Linked DNA regions of Capsicum annuum: region 2 is linked to region 1. The links are chromatin contacts, called in public Hi-C maps. All regions are on one chromosome and are shown on one strand. Each heading gives the region's core, a stretch centred on a gene start, on an enhancer-like site or on the middle of the called end of the contact. The rest is flanking DNA. Distances are from core to core; before and after follow the strand shown.

Region 1 (3,441 bases), core at 754-3,253:
ATTGTTTCTATTATATATAATGTAAAAAAATACTAAGGGGTTATTTGGTAGAGTGTATTGAAATATATAATACATGCATTAATTAATGTATACTACTAGTACCTTGTTTGGTACATCTTTTTGTCTATGTATAACTAATACTATACACTCTATTGTGTATTGGGGTGTGTATTAGTAATACACACCATTTCCTATGTATTAGTAATACAAAAACTTTAAACACATGCATTAACTTATTAAACGACCTTAATACCCCTCAATTTTTCTTTTAAACTATTTCACAATTCCTTTTTCCCACCATTTTAATTTGCAATAGTGAGTCTTCTAAAAAAATTTCACAATTTTTTTTTCCACCATTTTAATTTAAAACAATGAATAGTTGATTTAAATAACTGCAACATATTTTTGCTTTATTTTGAGGGTTTTAAAAAAGATTCTTGAGACTATTTTTTAATTTTACATCTTGTACTTTATTTTTATTTTGACTATGTTAATCCGTCCGTGTAACATTTCATGCGCAAAGATGATGGTCTTGCAATTAATTCTAAGCTTCTATATGCTAGTTCAATAATACTAATTATGTTTGAGATGACAAAAAAATTTATAGCAAATAAAAAGTGTACAAAGTCAAAGAATGGTATTTTTGTAAACAAACATCTCTTTTATAGAAATTATGTAAGATATATTATTTCTAATATATCAAACCAAACAATGTTTAAAAAACAATCTCAACATAACTTATACAAATATAACTAATACAAGTATTACTAATGCAAGCATTACTAATATATTATATTTCGCATTGTTCTTATACACTCTACTAAACGACCCCTAAATGAATAAAAACGATCTAAAATATTAGAGTTAGAAAAAATATACGCAAAATGAAAAATAGTCAAATACACAAATCACAATTATACTTCACATTTCAACTTCACAACTTTAAATACAATATAATATTATTTGCATAATAGATGAATACTAAATAAGAAACAAATACAAATTCAAATATCATCGTGAAAATGTGATGTATAAGAAAAAAGAATAAAAATATTATAATAATTTTTGAGAAAGTGCCATTTCAAAATTTTGAAAAATATAAGAGAGGAGTTGTTGTACTATTTGAGAAAAAGTCCTTCTCATCCTCAGGAGGAGGGGGAGGGCAGGGGGTGTAAGAAGAAATTTGAGTTAATTTTGAAAATATAGTGGAGAAAAATATTCTTCTTATCTGGGAGTGGGGAGAGTGAGGAAGGGGCAAGAGGAAATTTGAATTAATTTTAAAAATTAAATGAAGCAATTAGATCAAACACATAATACTGTCTATAAATTTTAAATGAGAGATGAAAGAACAATAGAATAGAAATTTAAATATTTTTGACGATTTTAAATATTTAAATTGTAAGCAATACGATACATAAAAATATTTTTTATCGTTATATATTATTTTTAATAATATAAAATTTAATTAGAGGTGGGGAAGGAAGAGGGATAAGGTTGAGCAGATATTAATCAATTTAATATCTTTAAATTATAAATAATATAAAAAATTATAAAATATAAAATTTAATTTTATTATTATTATTATTATTATTATTATTATTATTATTATTTTGTATAAATTTAATTAGAGGTTGGGGGAAGAGATTGGGGGTGGGTGGGGAGTGGAGGCGTGCGGGCGAAGTGAAGATGGAGGTGGTGGTGGAGGTGGGGGCAGGGATGGGTGGGAGATTGGATTTTTTTTTCATATTTCATTAAGAAACAATATGGTAGTTAATTTTTTTAAAAATAATATAATTTAATATATTTGAAAAAATATTTTAATACAAAGTAATTATAAATAATATCTTAATATGATCTGTACATGTACGTATACCAGTGTATTATAAAGAAAAAAAAAATTGAGCGATTATTTTGTAAAAGCACACGTCACCATCAGCGGTCATTGTGTGACTGTGGGAGTCTCATGTAATATAGTGAGAGCAGTTCCATTTTGACAAAAGAAGGCAAGAATTTAGTGAATGACATTACAGGCTACAGCTGGTCGCTGGATGATATATATTTCTTCTGGGGCTACAGATTTACATGATTTTTCTTTTTCTTCAGCTGAAAATTCTATCTTATCTCCTCATGTACTTACTGATCATTTTCTGTTTCTTTTTTAGTGTATCTGGTGAGAGAAATTTAACAGCTATTTTCTTCTTCTTTAAATTAAGCTATTTTCTTCTTCTTTAAATTATCTTTTGCAGACCTTTGAGCGGAAAAAAACAAAAAGAAAAGAAGCACAAATGTCTGCTTGCATGGTCTTATCATTCTTCTTGATTAAACATCTGGTTGTATCATTCTTCTTGATTAAACATCTGGTTGTATCATTGTCTTCTATCTACCAATTTGCAACAGTAAATTATATGTCGGTCAGTGATGATTGACGTCATCTCTGGCTCTATTTCAATTTCACACAAAAAAAAAAACCTCCTCTTTTATTGCAGGTATATTTCATTAATTGGAATCCACCTCTATCCTCGAGTGGATTTCGTAACAATTTAGCCAATATCTTTCCAAGATCATCATTTCTGAATAAAATTTTCAGGTTTTTTTCCCTTAAAAAATATAGACCTTTCCCGAGTTCCATCTTAACGATAGGTGAAAATTTCAAGTAAGAATTTGGTTTCTTTATTTCTGCATTTCGAGTTTCATCCAAATTTCTTTTCGGTAAGACAAGACTTGTAGCTTTTGAAGTTTCCACTTTTTGATTAAATTTATTATTCTGGAGTGTGGCGTGTTGCGGGAGAGATGCACCAACGTCAGTGTTAGCGACTTGTGTTTTTAGGTAATGTCTAATTAATATTATTTAAACTGATGGGCTATTTTCTTGTAAGTTTGCAGTTGCAAGAAAAGTACTATATCAATAACTATTACTGCGCCTCATGAATCATCATCACAAACCCTGTTACTCCAATTAAACTCATCTAGTAGGAAGAAAAGTATACCTGTGTTCAAATAGTTAAAAAGTTGATTGGGAACGAGCAAAGCATGGAACACAGAATTAAAGATTTCTGAGGTTTGAGTGATGGTCATTTGTTGGGGCAAAACATGGAAGCTTTGAATCAGAGGTCTCTGGAAAGAGTTGTCTCACAAAGAGCTCTGCAAATAGGAAGTTCATTTCCGTGCCGGATTTGTGTGATTGGCTTTCTGTGTGGTGTTTGCCTCACCTCTTTACTTCTTGCTGCTCTTACTTCATTTGGTGCCTTTGAGTTTGGTGCCCTTTCAATTTCACCTGCAATTTCTTCTTCAACAAGCCCAACAAGTAAGTCAAATTAATGCGCAACCTCATTTTTCTTCCCTTCTCTTTCAAGTTTTCCCTACTTCATTCCCGACATCACAAATTTTTCACTTGGGCATTCATTTATCTGAAAGATTATTCCTAATTCGCGAGAAGAAGTG
Region 2 (3,504 bases), core at 801-3,300, 160 kb before region 1:
AAATTAAAACAAAACATGTCGGAAACAAATTGCTTTCTAAGAAAAATTGTTTTACATCGAGAATTATATTACGAAAAACGGCGGTACATAAGATACTGAAATCAGTGACTATGTCGAAAACTAAGTAAAACATATCGCAATTAATTTAAACCACAAGTTAATTGATTACCCTTTAAAGCGTGCTTTCTATGTTACCACTACGTTTATTGTAGATTCTAGATTATTCTTTTGCCTAGGTGATTCACGTAGCACATAGAGCACATAAATCCCCACCCCCAAGCAGTCCCAAAATTTATTATTACATGATAAGAGGTTTACAAAAGTTGTTACAATACAATAAATTAATAAGAAATGAATAAATGAATAAATAAAAGGGAATGAACTACCCTATTTTCCCATAAACTACCAGCGACTCTTTGAATCCCTCCGCATCCCTAATTATACCTGTTTGGCATGAATAAAGTAGCACAAAGGAAAAAGAGCGAATACCCCTTACGTTGCTTCGAAAACACAGAAACAAGGAAAGCAAGGCATAACAAATGAAGTACAAATAACAGAGATCCTAAAGGCGTGTTTTGTAGCATCACTATATAAGGTATTAAAATTGCAATGAAAGGAACTTATCGGTTGACGATAATAAGCAATAATAAGAAAACCAAACTGAATTACCACAGATAAATGAAGATCAATTCTCCAAAAATGAGTGCGATTCAAGAATAATAAAGTAATTTCCTCTAGTTTTAAGAGCAACGCTTAAAGCTTTTTCATATGAAAAATATAGTGTTTAAAGAGTACAGAGAATGTTTGCAATGTTTTAAAGCGTGCCTAAGGAAATAAGAAGAGATTGTTTATATAAAATAAAAAGGGGGAATGGAGGATCTGAATAGAAAAAGGAAAGAAAATATTTTAACCCCTCAGTCAAGGAAAAATCTTCCTTAAATCCATGGCTGATTCAATTAGGTCAGCAAATCATGCAAATTCCAAAAAATAAGGAAAACGAGGATTGGGGCAATCAATCAAAACTCCCTTAATTAGCACCGAATCAAGAGATACAATAATAATCTATTCACACATTTATAATGCATATTGAACTTCCATAAATAAACAAGTGAAATTATTATGACTTAATACAATAAAACACTGATAATAGAAACGCTCCCATGTTAAACATTACGGATTGCGATTATTCAAAAAATAAACCTCCGACCATGATACAAATCACAAGGAGATCAAATCACGGGAATCAAATTAGCACTTAATTGTTATGAACCATATTTTAAATTCAACTAAAAATTTTGATCTTTATGGCAGAGATTGCTCCTAATTCAAGAAAACCAAAATAATCCACAAACAATCAACAAACAGTAGTAAGATCGGTAAATAAACATGATTAAGTCATAATTCAAAATTGTGTATTGTCAATTAAAAGACCGACCAAAAGAAAATGAGGATACTCAAACCAGAAACTCAATCGGGAAGGAAAACCTGAGACGAATTTTGTAAATCCGTCATGCGTTAGTGATTTCGACAGCATTTATCCTAAAATAATAGTGGTAGCAACGTGACTTTTCTGTCGGCGATGAGCGTTGCATAGTCGGCTGGGACTCACCGGTCATCAACTCTGGTGAATACAAGTGATAAGAGAGAATATTGGTAGTGAGAGCCATAGCAGTGACCGGTGACGACTGGTGTTATTGCTGTTGCCGCTGTTGGTGGCGTCAGTCGGAACGTGTGGACGAGTTTTCATCGAGAATGGGAGATAGGGCGCCGGCTATATGGGGGAGACCTCTTGGTTGAAACAGTGGTTATTGGGAGCTTCGTTGGCTGAGCGGCGGCCAGTTTTGATGGATGGTTGGCCTCCCATTGATGGAGTAGTGGGGGTTTACGCCGGCCATGGTGGAAAATGGCATGAGGGAGAAGCCGGCGGCAGTCAAGTGTTGCTGGTCCATCGGCGGTGGTTGACATTATAGAGAGAGAGAGAAGAGAAGGGAGACAGAGCAAAAGGGGAAGGAAATGCGAATGTTGGAAAAATTTTAGGGTTTAGGGTAGTCTGAGGGTGAAAAGGAAAGAAAGAAAGTTTTGGATCTCAGCCGTTGGATTATTTTTTATCAACAGCTGAGATCAAAATGATCTAAAAATGTGTTAGAATTTAAATTCTAATTTGAGATCAAAAAATTGACAAAAATTGTCATTAACTTGATACAATATGGCTAGAAAACAAACAAACTGGAAAATTGAATTGAATTAGGGCTGCTATTTTAATAAATGTGATACTGACGAGAAAAATAGTAAGACGTCGATATTAAATTAAACTAAGCATGTAAAAATTAATGTTACGTAAAATTATTATATAAAATTATCGATATTAATAATAATAATAATAATAATAGATAATATATTTGTAGAATATGTGTGCATATTTACAAAAAAAAATGATAAAATTACGTAAATATTATATTTGAATTAATAAATCGTAAGAAAGGGTAATAAAAAGTAATAAAATAACTTGTATATTTTTAAAATCATGAATGTGACACGTCGTTATTTAGTTGATATCAAAATAATACGTAATAAATATTAATATTAAAAATTAATAATTTTAATAAAATAACAACATAAGAGTAGCATCGGAAGGTCAAAATTGGGTGTCAACAATTGCCCCTTCTTTGCTTGAGAATGATAAAAGAATTATCGAACAACGAAAGTTGACATAGTAGCCAATTTTATCCGACCGAGAAAATAGTTTGTTAGCATAGAAGCAACCAGAGGTGGTTTTAAAAATAATACGGCCAAGACTTTTGTTTTAAGTCACCTATATATCTCTAGTCTTATGAGAATCATGTCATATGTAGTTCTAGATTTAGGAATGAATGAAATTCTTAAAGATTGTTAGTGATAAAGGATGGGCATAAACAATGATGTCTTAGGTCGATGAGATGGGTGTACATATGATTTTGAAAGGTGAAATATGAACAGGTTGCGAGGTATTAGGATTATGTTTTAGAATTGAAGGAGAATTCTTCTCAAATGTCTTTCATTTTACTTGTCACTTGAAAAAATGATTAATACAGATAGAATATTAAACGATACGATGAAAACAAACATAATGTAACAATAATGATGAGAGGAGATAAGGAAGCATATCTTTTACGAGAGAACAATGCTTTGCTCATATAGATTTGAAGAGGTTGAGCTTAATCCATACCATGTCCAGTAAAGCAATAGCATTTAATAACGTCGAGGTAGTTATGCTTAGCATGTTCAATAATAGAAAATAATATTTGTCTTTGAGTAACCCAGTCGACTTTCAGAGGACAATGTTTAGCCTTAGGCAGTTTTTTGATAGAGTCGTGTTTAACTCCATCGAATTTCCAAAAGCAATGCTTAGCTTCGGACAGTTTCTCAGGAGAGGGTGGGTAGTACTTAACCCAATTAACTCTTCAAGAAAACTGCTTCACCTTAGTCAGTTTCTCGAGAGAGGGTAGTGCTTAACCCACTTAACTT

The links. A called contact is a pair of places that touch in the nucleus more often than the background predicts.
Region 2: a contact with region 1 is called in a Hi-C map of leaf, with 2.0 times the contacts expected there. The contact joins the enhancer-like site here to the promoter of LOC107873298 in region 1. A contact is called at or near these places in 2 of 5 Hi-C or Micro-C datasets (both in leaf).

Annotation. Positions count from the first base shown.
Region 1 is chr6:84,568,920-84,572,360 of UCD10Xv1.1, reverse strand. It overlaps LOC107873298, which reads left to right and starts at 2,003. Exons shown (of 9, transcript XM_016720088.2): 1 at 2,003-2,170; 2 at 2,884-3,304. The coding sequence starts at 3,091.
Region 2 is chr6:84,733,632-84,737,135 of UCD10Xv1.1, reverse strand. No RefSeq gene overlaps it. Among protein-coding and RNA genes, the nearest start is that of LOC107873298, 170 kb to the right of the region's middle. Within about 2 kb of position 2,050, at least 5 of the 5 cell types and tissues checked have an H3K27ac peak or open chromatin away from gene starts, as enhancers often do. A contact at or near this core is called in leaf, where this site is marked.